Linked DNA regions of Hordeum vulgare: region 2 is linked to region 1. The links are chromatin contacts, called in public Hi-C maps. All regions are on one chromosome and are shown on one strand. Each heading gives the region's core, a stretch centred on a gene start, on an enhancer-like site or on the middle of the called end of the contact. The rest is flanking DNA. Distances are from core to core; before and after follow the strand shown. Region 1 has its middle 330 kb from the start of LOC123426176. Region 2 has its middle 100 kb from the start of LOC123430041.

Region 1 (6,927 bases), core at 2,497-4,996:
ATCGTCTCTGCGTGCCTCGGTTATCTCTTACCCGAACTCTTTACTTATGCACTTTACTTTGTGATAGCCATATTGTCTTGCGTCATATATCTTGCTATCACTTAGTTGTTTATCTTGCTTAGCATAAGTTGTTGGTGCACATAGGTGAGCCTAGTTGTTTGAGGTTTTGTGCTTGACATATTAAACTTTAGTTTTATTCTGCATTTGTTCAAGCCTAAACCTTAATTATTTTAAAGCGCCTATTCACCCCCCCCCTCTAGGCGACATCCACGTCCTTTCAGATAACTTGAACATAATCTAATAAAATTGCTAACTGTGTCCGTAACCATGATTGTCCCCTTCGAAGACCTCTCTTCGATTGGGAACACGTTGGGGTTATAATTGACGTAAGTAGGTGTTCAGGATCACTTAGTGATCAGTTAAACATCGATCACTAGTATAGACCACCTTCAATACATATCTACGTAAGTTAGACACCATATATGCATAGGATGCTGCAACATAAATACTCCACCATCCTTACCTAATAACTTGACTAGTTCTGGCGCCGAGGTCATAGATTGCTGAGTCCCCGTGGCTCACAGATTCCTTCACAACACCAACAGGTTCAGGTACCCCCAAGACAGGTGATCCCGACGGCACGCAACTGGCGTGGCAGTACGATGAGGAGAACGACCGCCTGTACATGAACTATCCAGAAGACTGAGGCGTGGTCGTGATCATGGGCAAGCATGCAGGGTAGCATAGTCATTTCTCATGTTTTGTAGTCCGTAGCGAAACTACCTTGTTTGGATGCGTGATGTAACTCTAATATATTTATGAGATGACAGTTGAATCCCTTATTGTCATTCTACTATTATTTTGTATGTGCTATGTTACCATGCTTGCGAAACGCTTAGATGCGCTTCTTTCCAATTCGGGGCCTCGTACCCTAAATCGGAAAGGACCGCATCTTAGTCGTTACATCCCCATAACAACCCCAAGCATGTTAGGAGTGCTCAGTATGGAACATAACATTGGTACACAAGTAACTATGGCGGCAAAGGAGGAACAAAACACCGATCCAAAAGGCCAAGCCTTCCACCATTTACCAAGTATATAGGTGCATTAAATTAAATAGTAATAATATTGTGATATATCAAGGAATCCATGTTGGAACATGGAAGCAACTCCACCTGGAACTAGCCACGCTATAAGAAGGCTGAGCAAGCGGTAACATAGCCAAAGAAAGGTTGTTGGGATGTTTAGGGGTTAGAGGCTTTTCATGGCAATGTTGGGAGGCTTGACATTTAAGTGGTAGGTAACAAGACATAACAATAGAAGCGAGACAACCAGGATAGCAATGATAGTAGTGGTACCCAGGGAAATGATTATCTTGCCTCAGTCCCCGCTTGGAAGAAGAAGGAATCCATGAAGTAGACGAACCAATGTAGTCAAACGAATCCTCACAATACGAAGCGGTTTCGGAACTCTATCGATAAGAAACAATCTGGAAACAAACAATCAACACACCATAAACACCACAACATATGCATGACATGATGCGCAAACCCACATATGCATGTCCATACGATTATGCAAGGCATGACGAGCACAACAATAAATAGTACACACTAAGTGAAGTTCAATATGCAACAAGGTGCATATTGATGAAACTCCACATTTGAATTACTTAGCTCATTCCGTTTAGGTACACACCAATTTTAAATGTATTTAAACATGTCAAGAGGTGAGGCATAAGTAAACTACACAATCTAGACACTTTAAATGAGGTTGGAAACAACTTATAGTATTTTCAAAGCAACCCCATATGTTAATTTCGAAATTTGTCCAGATGTGAATTAAACATATTTTATATTTATTAAACAGGAAAATAAATTACACCATGTGATTCTACACGTCATTCTAGTTGATTTACATATATTGATCATCTAAAGCGGAGTTACGGTCTAAAAGATCTCACCAACACAAGATAATATGCCATGAATGCAAAATGTATGCAAATGGCACCCTCAACATTTTAAACCATGGATGCAACAAGATATTATGAAACCACATTAAATTATAAGCAAGTTTCATATATGGCATGTTCAAAACGGAGCAATGGTTCCACAAATACAACTAATACGGCAACATGGCATTTTAGGTACACCAAAACAGCCACCTACATGATTCTAAAATGCAGAAATAGGATATGGGGTAGTAGTTGACAAGATGCACAACAATCATCTCCTAACCTTAAATTGAATAGAAGCATGGATCACTAGGAAATGAACTCGCTAAATGGCTACTTGAACACAATTTCAGGCTTAGTGAAAATAACACTTTTAACAGAGCAGTTTTTATCATGAGGGTGTATTGACAGCAATAAAAACACATGCTACATGTCATATAATGGCATGAAAATTTACGACATGGTAGTAGTCATGATTCACTTAATTTCATTCCATCCTAGCAAGGTCTAATTATGCACACAACCATAGCTACCATCAACACAACATGGCATTGTGAAATAATCACATTCTAAGACTTATAATTATTTTGACCCTACAAACAGCAACATTTTTATGGCATGTTGGCAGCAAGAAAATAACATCTAAACAAAAATACCATGGGCTAGTACACATAACAAAGGGCACATCTCATATTCAACAAAAAATTCATATGATGCATGGATTAAATCACACAAAAATAACAAAAGGGCATCAGAGTGAAAATAGCATGCACACAAACTTGCTCAAATGACAAAATTAATTGCAGAAATGGAATCTATGGATTTTTCTACCCCTAAATCTATATAACAAGTGGGTATTTACTTTCAAAAAAATGACACAATAATTATACAAGAATATAGCATTTACACAAATTACGTGAAAACAGTAAGTTAAACATTTTCATCATGCATGAAAGTGGGATATTGATAATCTACACAAAATTCTAAACATTTTACATATTAAGTTTGTTTAATTCCGAAGCATTATTATTTCATTATTGGTATTTTGAAATCATGCATTTTTCTGAAAATCTAAAATGACATGGGTAATTGGCAAAATTCGCACGGAGCAGGAAAAACATGTTGGGCCGAATCTGTCTAATGGTCTAATCAGCAGATCGAGCATGACATAACTACATTACACACGTGGAAAGGGATAGATGGGGGAGCTCGCCCTAGTCCTGGGCCTTGGCTTTGGACGATGTCGGGCAGGCCAGCGGTTGTTGGCCACGGATTCGCTGGGCTGGGCAGGTCGATGGAGCTGGGTGACCCAAGCACGGGCGCGCTGGCGAAGCCATCCTGCTCCTCCCGATCGAGGCGAACTGACAAGGCAGCAACGAGGATGGTCCCGATCCAGTGAGGGTACTGCGGAAATAGGGGGTCGAGTCCGGCATGGCTAGATCTGGCGAACTCCATGGTCGGAGGCGAACTCCATGGCCGGAGGCGAACTCCAAGGCGGCGGCGCTGCAGTATAGGGTGAGGTCGAGCTCGAAGGCGGCGGGGCTGAGCTCCGATCTGGGACGCCAGGCGGCAAGGAGGTGCAGTGGCGTGGTGCTCCGGCGCGACAACGCGCGTGGCGCTCCATGGAGCTTCGGTCGATGGCACGGCGCCGCGAGCTGGTGGCTCAGGCTGGCGACGATGCGGTGCCCGGGGCGGGGCGCCGGCAGGAGGCAGCCACACAGGAGTTCCTTGGTGGGGCTCGGGGCACACGGCTAGCAGGCACGGTTGTGGTTGGTTCGGGCCCGGACAGGCCCCGAATGGGCTCGTAGGGCCCTGCGTGCTCGAGGAGAGAGGAGGCACTAGGTGGTGGCTAGGGATGGTGGGGCGCAGAAATTGAGATGGGCACTAGGGTTAGCCATTTAGGCAATGTAGGGATGCTTAAATAGGAAAGGAGGTTGGTTTGGGATTTTTGCACCGATTTCGACCATACGATAGCAATCGGACAGACGGATCGGGAGGGGTTAGTGGGTTGTGAGCTATGTAGAGTCACCATGGGCTAAGAGAAGAGAGGGAATTGAATAGCCCGTGATAGATTTTTTTAAATACCGAAACGTCTGCGGTTTTACCGATTATAGTGCCACTATATGTTTAAAGGTTCGGGTATCAAATGACCTCCTAAAGCGATGAAATTTGGCAAGTCGTCTACTTACATTAAAATAAGACCGCACACCAACTTTTGACCCATTCCAAGAAATTTTTATACGCACTTTTAGAAACAATATTTTGATGATGTCACGGATGCGTGCGTGTGTGGTTGGTCTCAAAACAGTCGACGACAAGAATGGAGAGAAGCGGCAACTAATAACGGATGAAAGTTCTTGAAAAATGACAACAAATGGGGTGACAATGCAATGCAGATGATGTGCATGATGAGATGATGAATGCGACAACCAAATAAAACACGCAATGTTAACGAAATAAAAAGGGAATCTTCTCGACCATCGGTTCCAGGCTGTTACAACTCACCTTCACTAACAAGAGATCTCGCCCCGAGATCTTAGAATGAAAAGAGGAAGGGGAAGAAGAAAGGAAGAGGTAAAAATTAGTTGCTGCTTTGACAAACGAGTGAAACCAACAAAACTTAGAGGTTGCAAAGAGAAGAGAAATGGCATGAGGAACAAGCAAGAATTCAAAAGAAATTTGGGCAGCACTCCGGTAGGAAATACATGCAAAACTTGACAAAGATGGAAAGAACTTGAAAAGAAGACACAACACTTGAGTTAAATGGACAAGCAAGGGTAGAACATGATCTTAACAAAAAGAGATGATGAATCGAAGAGAGAAACCACCGGCACAAAAGAATGAACAAAAGAATCAAGGTCGAAAGAATAAGATAATGACATTCGAAGATTTGGATGAAGCTTTGTGAAGAGATACTTGAGAAACTTGAAACTCCGTTAAAGAAGAGATGAACAACTTAGATCCAAGGATTTGATATCATGAACAACTCCGAAAACAATTGAAATAACCTCAAGGAAACAAGAATAAGAATTTTTTTATGTGTATCCTTCATCAAGTTAAACTGATGACAAACAATGGATTTGGCATACCACTTATTCCTCTTGCAAGGATCTGGAATGAATGAGGATATACAAATGAATGGAGATACATGAGAACGAAGAGATCATGATCCGTCTAGCAGAAAACATGAACAAAGTGCCAGAATATTTGAGATATGAACGAAGTGACAACAATTGAGAAGAATTTGCAAACGAAGCTGAAAGCTGAGAACAAAGGAATCTTCTAAAATGATGACCTCCGGAGGATCGAGAAACAAAAACAACTTTTCAATGCACCGGATAGATATGGAAGGAATTTGTCATGATTGTCAACAATTTGAGAGAGAGAGCACGAAGCTAAGATGACATCTTCAAAAGAATGGACAAGATCTAAGAGAAAGACTTCTTCGGTCTTCAATACTGAAAAAGATGACTAGAAAAAAACATCATGAATTACCGAGACATGCCGAAATAATGAATAAAGAACAATTGAGCCAATGATGGAAATAATTCATATCGATCTTGAAGAATGTATATGACTGATGGAGTTCATTCTTACATCACATTCAAAAAAACTTGAGATCACCGAAATGATTAGAAGAGTCACGTAAGATCCTGGGAAAACCTGTGGGTTATGGGGACACTAAAGAGAAATATTGTTGAATGGATTGATTAGGAAAAGAGAGGTTTCATTGGTACAAATTTAAAACTTGATGACGTTGAGAGCCCCTAAATAATTTCAAAGGATTTCAATGGAAACACGAATCTTTTGCGACGTCTTCAGCACTCTGGATAGAATAAAGAGAGATGAATAAACAAGAGAGGCTTGACGAAGAATGTCCAACACAAGAATCATTTAAAGGACGAAATGGATATGATGAACACCGAAAGCTGGAATTGAATCTACTCGGAAGAAAACAAGAATGAAGAATCATGAACTTAACACCTGAGCATCTTCACATGAATCACCAAATATAATACGGAAGAAAAAATAACAAAACATCAATGAAAAGAAATGCACCTGGATTATAATTAAATCATTGAAGAAAAGGGCGGGAGGGCGGGGAAAACAAACACAACTTGGGACATATGAGATGAACTCCAGAAAGAAATACGAAGATCGGTCTTGCAAATATTGAAAATGGTTGAATTGACATGAAGAGAAGCACTCTAGTTGAAAATAATTCATGAAAACTCCGGTTGGTCCAACAGATTAGCGTTCCCATAAAAACATGACAAGACCACGTAGGAAAAATATGAAATCATCACTTGACATCGAAGCAACTCGAATTACCATACTCCAACAAAATGAAGGATGATACTTGCAAATTAAACGAGAAACAAATACATAACCCGTTATGATTTGATGGAAGGATAATTCTAGGTAACTACTTGAATTCCCACCTAAGAACTCCCAAAATCTTCTTCGTTATGCAATCTGGTCCAAAGGATACACGAAGTAATTATTGAATAAATCACTCAACTCCTAGGAATAATACTACACGTCCAATGTATCAAATCCCTTAACACATAACCAGAGGTCTCGGAAACTCATGTACCTTAGATCCTCGTAATCACCATGATATTAATTATTGGAGTACATCTGGACGCTCTCCCCGGTACTGGGTGACGCCAAACTCCTCTTTCCACAAAGAGTATTGAGGAAATTTTGGACATACACGCCGTGAGATACTAAGGAAACTGAATGATAACAATGTGTCGAGACCCCTTGGAGCTCTACTAGTCGGAAACAGGAGGCAGCAAGTACAGAATACCGTCACATCGACATCATAGAGATACCAAAATACCCGCATGATCCCTAAAAAATTGAATAAGAAGAGGGGTAGAACTAAAATTCCTATGTCAAGATTCCACTCTAGAGCATAGAAGAGGAGTAAAAAGAATCCTACTCTCCAATATATAACTACACTCAAA
Region 2 (6,927 bases), core at 1,736-4,235, 260 kb before region 1:
GAGAGAGGGTTTCCATTAGGGGCAGGTTAGGGGTCCTTAAATAGGGAAGGGGGCTAGGTTAGAGGTTTTTGCGCCCCGGATTCAACCGTGCGATCGGAATCAAACGGTTCCGGTCACGATGTCGGGCTAGGTGGTTGTGTAGAGTAGGCTAGCCTGGGACGAGAGGGAAAACGGTCACCCGACAACGTATTTAAAACACCGAAAAACGACCGACGATAAACCGAATACGGTGCCGCTCCGGACGACCGTTCGAGTACCATACGGACTCCGATTGCGACGAAAATTGGCAGGTGGCCTACCAATATCTACATAAGACCGCACGCCAAGTTTCAATCCAATCAGAGAAAGTTTTATACACACTTTTTAAAACAAGGTTTTGACGATGTCACGGGCGCGTGTGTGTGTGGTCGGGCTCAAAATGGTCAACGACGAACACGAAGAGAACCGACAACTAATAAGGGATGCAGTTTTGAAAACTGTCGGCAATAGAGTGCCGATGCAATGCGGATGATGCGTATGATGCGATGATGACGCGACAAATAAAAATAATCACATGCCGACAATGTAATAAAAGGGGAATCTTCTGGAACGTCGGTCTCGGGCTGTCACACGGTCATTAGTTAATTTTGTAAATGCAAGTAAGCAGGTAATTTATCCGTAATGAAAATTTATAGTCTATCAAAGAATCAGAAAATAAAATGGAACATCGGCGGTAGTCCTCCCAAAAATTCCGAAAGAACATAGGATGGTCCGATCGGGTGTCTGAAGTGACTCCTCAAAAGGATAACCATATAAATCATTCCTTAGTCGGGCTTCTGAGTGACACGACGTAGAGGGTTATACGAAAATAATGAGGGTTGGCACAGTCGGGCGTCTGGAGCGATGTCTTATAAAGGGATCATAAAGAAAATAATAACATGCGTGCCACTGGCCGTCATGTGAGCGATGCTACATAAAGGGCTTATAAGCTAATAATAACATGCGCGCCACAGTCGGGCGTCTGAGTGATGCCACATAAAGAGCTTCTAAGATAATAATAACATGCGTGACATAGTCGGGCGTGTGAGCAATGCTACATAAAGGGCTCATAAGATAATAATAACAATGAGTATCGAGGAGGTGGAACCATCCTGGGATCACTCCAAATTTTATATACAAGAAGAGGTTACTCCATAGCAAAACGTATAATAATTATGATAATCCATCACGATTCATGATTCTCATCATGTTTCAGTTAATTCCTACAAAAACTGACACTTGACCTATCCCACACTGTAGTCCTTCACCGCTGACAAGGCTTTCAAATAAATATTATAATGTGCAGAGGGTGTCCTCTTTACCGACAAATAACAAATTTCTTTAGTCAACGAGAGATGCCAACTAATTCCTATTGTGGTCTTTGAGTTGGAAACGCACCTGGCCCACACACACTAGTTAAACTTCCCAATGCCTGGAATCACGCACGACACTCGTTAAGAAAAACTCTAAGTTGGGAGACCACAATCTCGATTGGCATGGGATCAACATATTTATAACACGCACACACATGGGCGCTACCTCCTCGGTCCAACCGGAACACCCATGCCCCCGACCAAGTGGCATTCCGAACAGATGCCTCCGATATCTTCACCTGTGGCCTCTCTGTATCATGTGTGTGCCATGAAAGGGGTTGACGACTTACTGAACCACACCCTACCTGTGGCAGGGACAAATACTAGGATGAAACAAGTATGGGGTTACAGGAAAAAGACTCTGTCTACGGTCAATTCAGGAGGTTTATGTTTAACCTGCATGGTTAGCACAACAAATTTTCTCCACACTTTATGATAGAGTCACCACTATCATGACTACCCAAGACATAATCTTTCTTCGGATTTCATCCGAGCTAGCACTGGCATGTGTGGTATGAAGAGGTGACTACTATCGCATGCACTTCATGTTTAACAAAATTAAATGTTCACCGTTTGCAATTATGCATGAAAGATCTCCATATGAAAATGTTTATTACCACACTATAGCCATGAAATTTATGCACCACCACAAACAACCACTCAACTAAATCATATTAGTGTTCAATATGCTTTCCTTGAGTATGCAGAAAGGTTGGGGCACTCCAAAAAATTTGAAAGTTTGATCTTCCCTCCATTTCCTATTTTTGAAAATATTCAAATCAACACACAATTCTAAAATAGTACTGAAAAGGTGTTTGGAAAATTTTCAAAGATTAAAATGAACTAGATGAAATTTGAAGAATGCGAGAAAAAGAATCAAATCATTGGGAGTTATATTTTAAAAGTTTGAGGTAGTCAAAGTTGGGTCAAATGTTTATTTAGGAAAAAAAGATTAAAAAGAAGACGCTTTGGCGAGGCATGCACATTTTGATGGAGAAAACGTACTCTGCGAAGTATATTTCTACTTAATAGGATTGGGTGCGGCCGAGCGTGGCGGATCTCTGGTGCTCCTCGCGGGCGAATGGCAGCTCCACACGGGTTGCAGGGCGCGGAAATAGGCTCAGGAGGTCTTGGCAATCCATCCAGTGGTTGTCATGGATGGAGAGGTGGACAGGGTCATTGGTGACGCAGTCTCCAGTGATGGTGGCGACAGCGGGGATGATCTTCTGCCTTCGGTGGCTCGCGGGCTATATTAGGAGGGGAAATTCATTCATGGGTTCGTGGGAGGACTTCTCCTGGAGTCGGTGGATGAGGTGCTGCTCTAATGGCATCGGATTTTACCGAAGGGTGGTAGCGGGTGCCTCGGCTGGAGGCAAGGGGGATGGCAAGATCCTGTCAATTCACTGCTACAGGGAGCTTAACACGGTGGAAGAGAAGGTTATGAAGTGCACTGAGAGCGACGGTCGCGGATAAGCACGGTGGCTCGCCGCCACTATTGTCGGAGGGGCCACGTGGCGGGGTTTGAGATGGTGGAAGGGGTTAGCAGATAAGCCGGGGTTGTTCCAGGGGCAAGCTGGCAAGTGTGGAGACTAAAGTGGTGGCTCTGAGCGTCGCCGGGTAGCTGTCGGCAGCGCTAGTGAGAGGGAAGGGTAACTAGCTTGACTCTGTGAGCAGGGAAACGCCAGGGAGTGCACGGTAGGTGGGGCACGGCGATGCGGCTACAGCGCATGCAATAAGCGAGTTCTGGACACGCACCCAAGGTGCTCGAGCAAATGCCAGAGTGTGCCATGTCAATCCAGTGGAGCTCAGCTTCAGCAGGAGGGTTACCAATGGCATGAGGGGAACCTAGGACATTCTGGTTTGGTCACAGGAGATAGTCCATAATGCAATCTCACGATCATGCCAAATTTAAGCATGCACTCCAGGTGCTTGAAAAAATGCCAGGGCCATCTAGAGAACTTTGTTGGCAACCAAACTTTCCAGAGCAAGGTCTCTTTAGATGATAAAGGTGATGTCAAGGTTAGTTTGGTAAAAACAGAATGTTGTTAGTGCATTTTTTACCAAATTCTTTCCTGGACAGAAACTCTAGGGGTTAGTTACATGGGCATAAACTATTCTAATGGAGCTAAACTCCTGCACCTAAGGGTTTGTGTAACAGCCTGAAACCGACGCTTCAGAAGATTCTCATTTTATTTTGTTATGGTCATATGATTTGTTTGCTCGTTGCATTCATCATTGCATCATGTGCATCATCCGCATTGCGTCGTCACTCCATTGTCGTCATTTTTTAAAACTTGCATCTGTTGTTAGTTGTCGGTTCTCTCCATTGTTGTCATTGACTGTTTCGGGATCAACCACACATGCACGTGCCCACGACATCATTTAATTATTGTTTTAAAAGGTGTGTGTAAAAGTTTCTCGAATTGGGTCAAAAGTTGGTGTGCCGTCTTATTTTAATGTAGGTAGACCGCGTGTCAAAGTACGTCGCATTTGGAGTTCCTTTGGTACCCGAACCATTCAACCTATAGCGGCACTATATATGGTAAAATCGCGGACGTTTTCCGTATTTAAAATCTTGTTGCCGGTCTGCCCGTCCTCCCTCTCATCTTAGGTCAACCAACTTTACACAGCCCATTCTATCCCAACTAAGCATTCCCCATGACCGGAGCCATCCGATAATGATCGAGGGCTAAATAACGGTGTCAAATCCCCTAACCTAGCCCCTTGCTATAAATAGGCAATCCCTTACCTAATTTAGAACCCTAACCCCCATGCTTCGAAATACGCGCCCGAGCCGCCACCTCCCACCACTCGGCCTCCGCGAGCTCTCTCTCCAACCTCCCAGCACCGCCAGGGCTCGCGAAGCCCATCTCGGTCCCCACCTCGAGCTCGAACCGGGCCAAGGTGCTCGCACTTCCGCTTGTACCCCGCGCTCGCTGCAAGCTCGGAGCCATGGCGCGCCGCCTCCGAGTCGTCGCCTCACCATCAAGCCTCGTCATTGGTCCCCATCATCGTCATGAGACATCGCCGCATAATCCGAGCCCCGCCACTCACCGGAGCAAGCTCTGTAGGTGCCCTGCTCCTCCCACATCCGTCGGTTGCCAAGGCCACCCCTTGCCGCTTCCCGGCGCCAGGTTGAAGCCGCCGCCCATCAGAGCCTGGATCTAGCGAGATCTGCTGCCTCCCAACCATCCCCGCTGTTCCTTGCCAGGATCCGCCGTCTACCCCCACCGGATTGTGCCGCCAGCCCGCCGTGTTTAAGCCGTCGGCCTTCTACTCCCTGTCGAGATCATGGAGGGGATGCTCGCAGCGGCCACTCGCTCGAGGTCCCGTTGTAGGCCGCACAGCCCAGCCGGCCTGTGTGGCCTCCTCCCAGCCTGGCCTCCTCCACTGCAAGGCTTCGCCGGCCCATCTCCGAGCCACTCTACCGACCAGCCTAGTTGGCCCATGTTGAGCAATGCAGCCTCCTCTATCACTTTGTTATGTAACGCTCAGAGCAGTAGATAGCTATCCATCGCTCAGTGCGTGTTTCAGATTCAGCCCGCATAGTATTTGTTTTCCTGTGAGCGACGTATCAATTTATCACTATTTTGCATATTTTCAGAATATGTCATTATCTTGCATTGCTCACAATTAATTACATGTGCACCGTATGTAAAAACATTTTTATGTAAAATGTCAAGAATTTTGTTTAGATAAATAATTTGCAACTTTCATGCATCTTAAAATACTTAAACTTGCTATTCGCATTGTTTTGCGTGATGCCATATTAAAATGATTTAATTTATAGCAAAATAAGCATGCATCAGATTTGAAATCTTTATACATGAAAAATGCTTAGAATTTTGTAGTTTAACAATATCCAACTTTCAACCATGGTTAAAATGTTTAACTTGTTGATTGCATTTAATTTGCATTAGTACCATGTGAAAACGGTTTGTCTCATAATTAATTAACCATAGCTGGAATTAAAATGATCCACATATGTAACTTGTCTAAAAAAATATGTAGAACAACATGGTGGCATTTATTTTGCTGTAGGACAACTCTCAAATTATGTATAGGCAGAACATTACCAAATCCTAATTTGCATATGGGGATTTTTTGGAATTGTTATTTGTTGTTCTTGCCTCATTTAAAATTGCCTAGAATTTAAGTAGTGCATAATATCTTGTTGCGTCCATTTTAACATGGTTGTGGTTGTCATTTCCATGCATTTTGCATCCATGTCATATTATCTTGTGATGATCATATCTTTTAGACCGCAACTCCATTTAGAATAACATGTAGAATCACATGGTCCACTCTATTTTTTTGTTTAATAAATATAAAACATGTTTAGTTCAGATCTGAATCAATTTAGATATTAACATATGGGGTCGTTTCGGAAAAGCTATATGTTGTTTCCGACCTCATTTAATATGCCTAGATAGGTAGTTCGTTTATGCTTCACCTCTTGCCATGTTTAGCAACATTTAACATTGTCGTGTACCTAAACGGGAGTGAACTAAGTAATTCAAATATGGAGTTTTGTGATTGCATATTGAGCTCCATTTAATATAGAATTTGATTGTTGTGATTGACATGCCTCGTATAATTAGACCGTACATGCATCATATGTGTTTTTGCATCATGTCATGCATATGTTGTGGTGTTTATAGTGTGTTGATTGTTATTTCCGGATTGTTTCTTATCGATAGAGTTCTGAATCGCTTCAGAAGGTTAGGATTTGTTCGGCTACGTTGGTTCGTGTGTTCTTGGATTCGTTCTTCTTTCAAATGGGATCACATGCAAGATGATCATTTCCCTAGATACCACTACTATCATTGCTATGCTAGATTTCTCGTTTCTATCACTATGTCTTGATGCCTACCACCTGTCAATGTCAGGCTCCCAACATTGCCATGAAAAGCCTCTAACCCCTCCACGCCCCACCAAACCACCGTTTGGCTATGTTACTGCTTGCTCAACCTTCTTATAGCGTGCTAGTTGCAGGTGCAGTTGCTTTCCATGTGACAACATGGATACCTTGTTATATCACCATATTATTGTTATTTAATTTAGTGCACTTATATAATTGGTAAGAGGTGGAAGGCTTGGCCTCCTAGCTCAGTGTTTTGTTCCACCTTTGCCGCCCTAATTACTTGTGTACCGGTGTTATGTTCCAAAATTGAGCCCTCCTAAGATGCTTGTGCTTGTTAGGCGGACCCCCTTGGTTTTTGTTTTGGGATAAAACTCATCTGGCAAGATCCAACATGTTGGAAATATGCCGAGGAGGCAATAATAAAGTGGTTATTATTATATTTCCTAGTTCATGATAATTTTCTATTATTCATTCTATGATTGTATTAACCGGAAACCGTAATACATGTGTGAATATATAGATCACAATGTGTCCCTAGTGAGCCTCTAGTTGGCTAGCTCGTTGATCAATAGATGATCATGGTTTCTTGATCATGGAGATTGGATGTCATTGATAACGGGATCATATTATTGGGGAATGATGTGATGGACAAGACCCAATCCTAAGAATAAC

The links. A called contact is a pair of places that touch in the nucleus more often than the background predicts.
Region 2: a contact with region 1 is called in a Hi-C map of leaf, with 4 times the contacts expected there. The contact joins two enhancer-like sites. A contact is called at or near these places in 2 of 6 Hi-C or Micro-C datasets (leaf and seedling).

The regions. Positions count from the first base shown.
Region 1 is chr2H:321,790,705-321,797,631 of MorexV3_pseudomolecules_assembly, reverse strand. No RefSeq gene overlaps it. Among protein-coding and RNA genes, the nearest start is that of LOC123426176, 330 kb to the right of the region's middle. Within about 2 kb of position 3,746, at least 3 of the 3 cell types and tissues checked have open chromatin away from gene starts, as enhancers often do. A contact at or near this core is called in leaf and seedling, where this site is marked.
Region 2 is chr2H:322,049,284-322,056,210 of MorexV3_pseudomolecules_assembly, reverse strand. No RefSeq gene overlaps it. Among protein-coding and RNA genes, the nearest start is that of LOC123430041, 100 kb to the left of the region's middle. Within about 2 kb of position 2,985, at least 3 of the 3 cell types and tissues checked have open chromatin away from gene starts, as enhancers often do. A contact at or near this core is called in leaf and seedling, where this site is marked.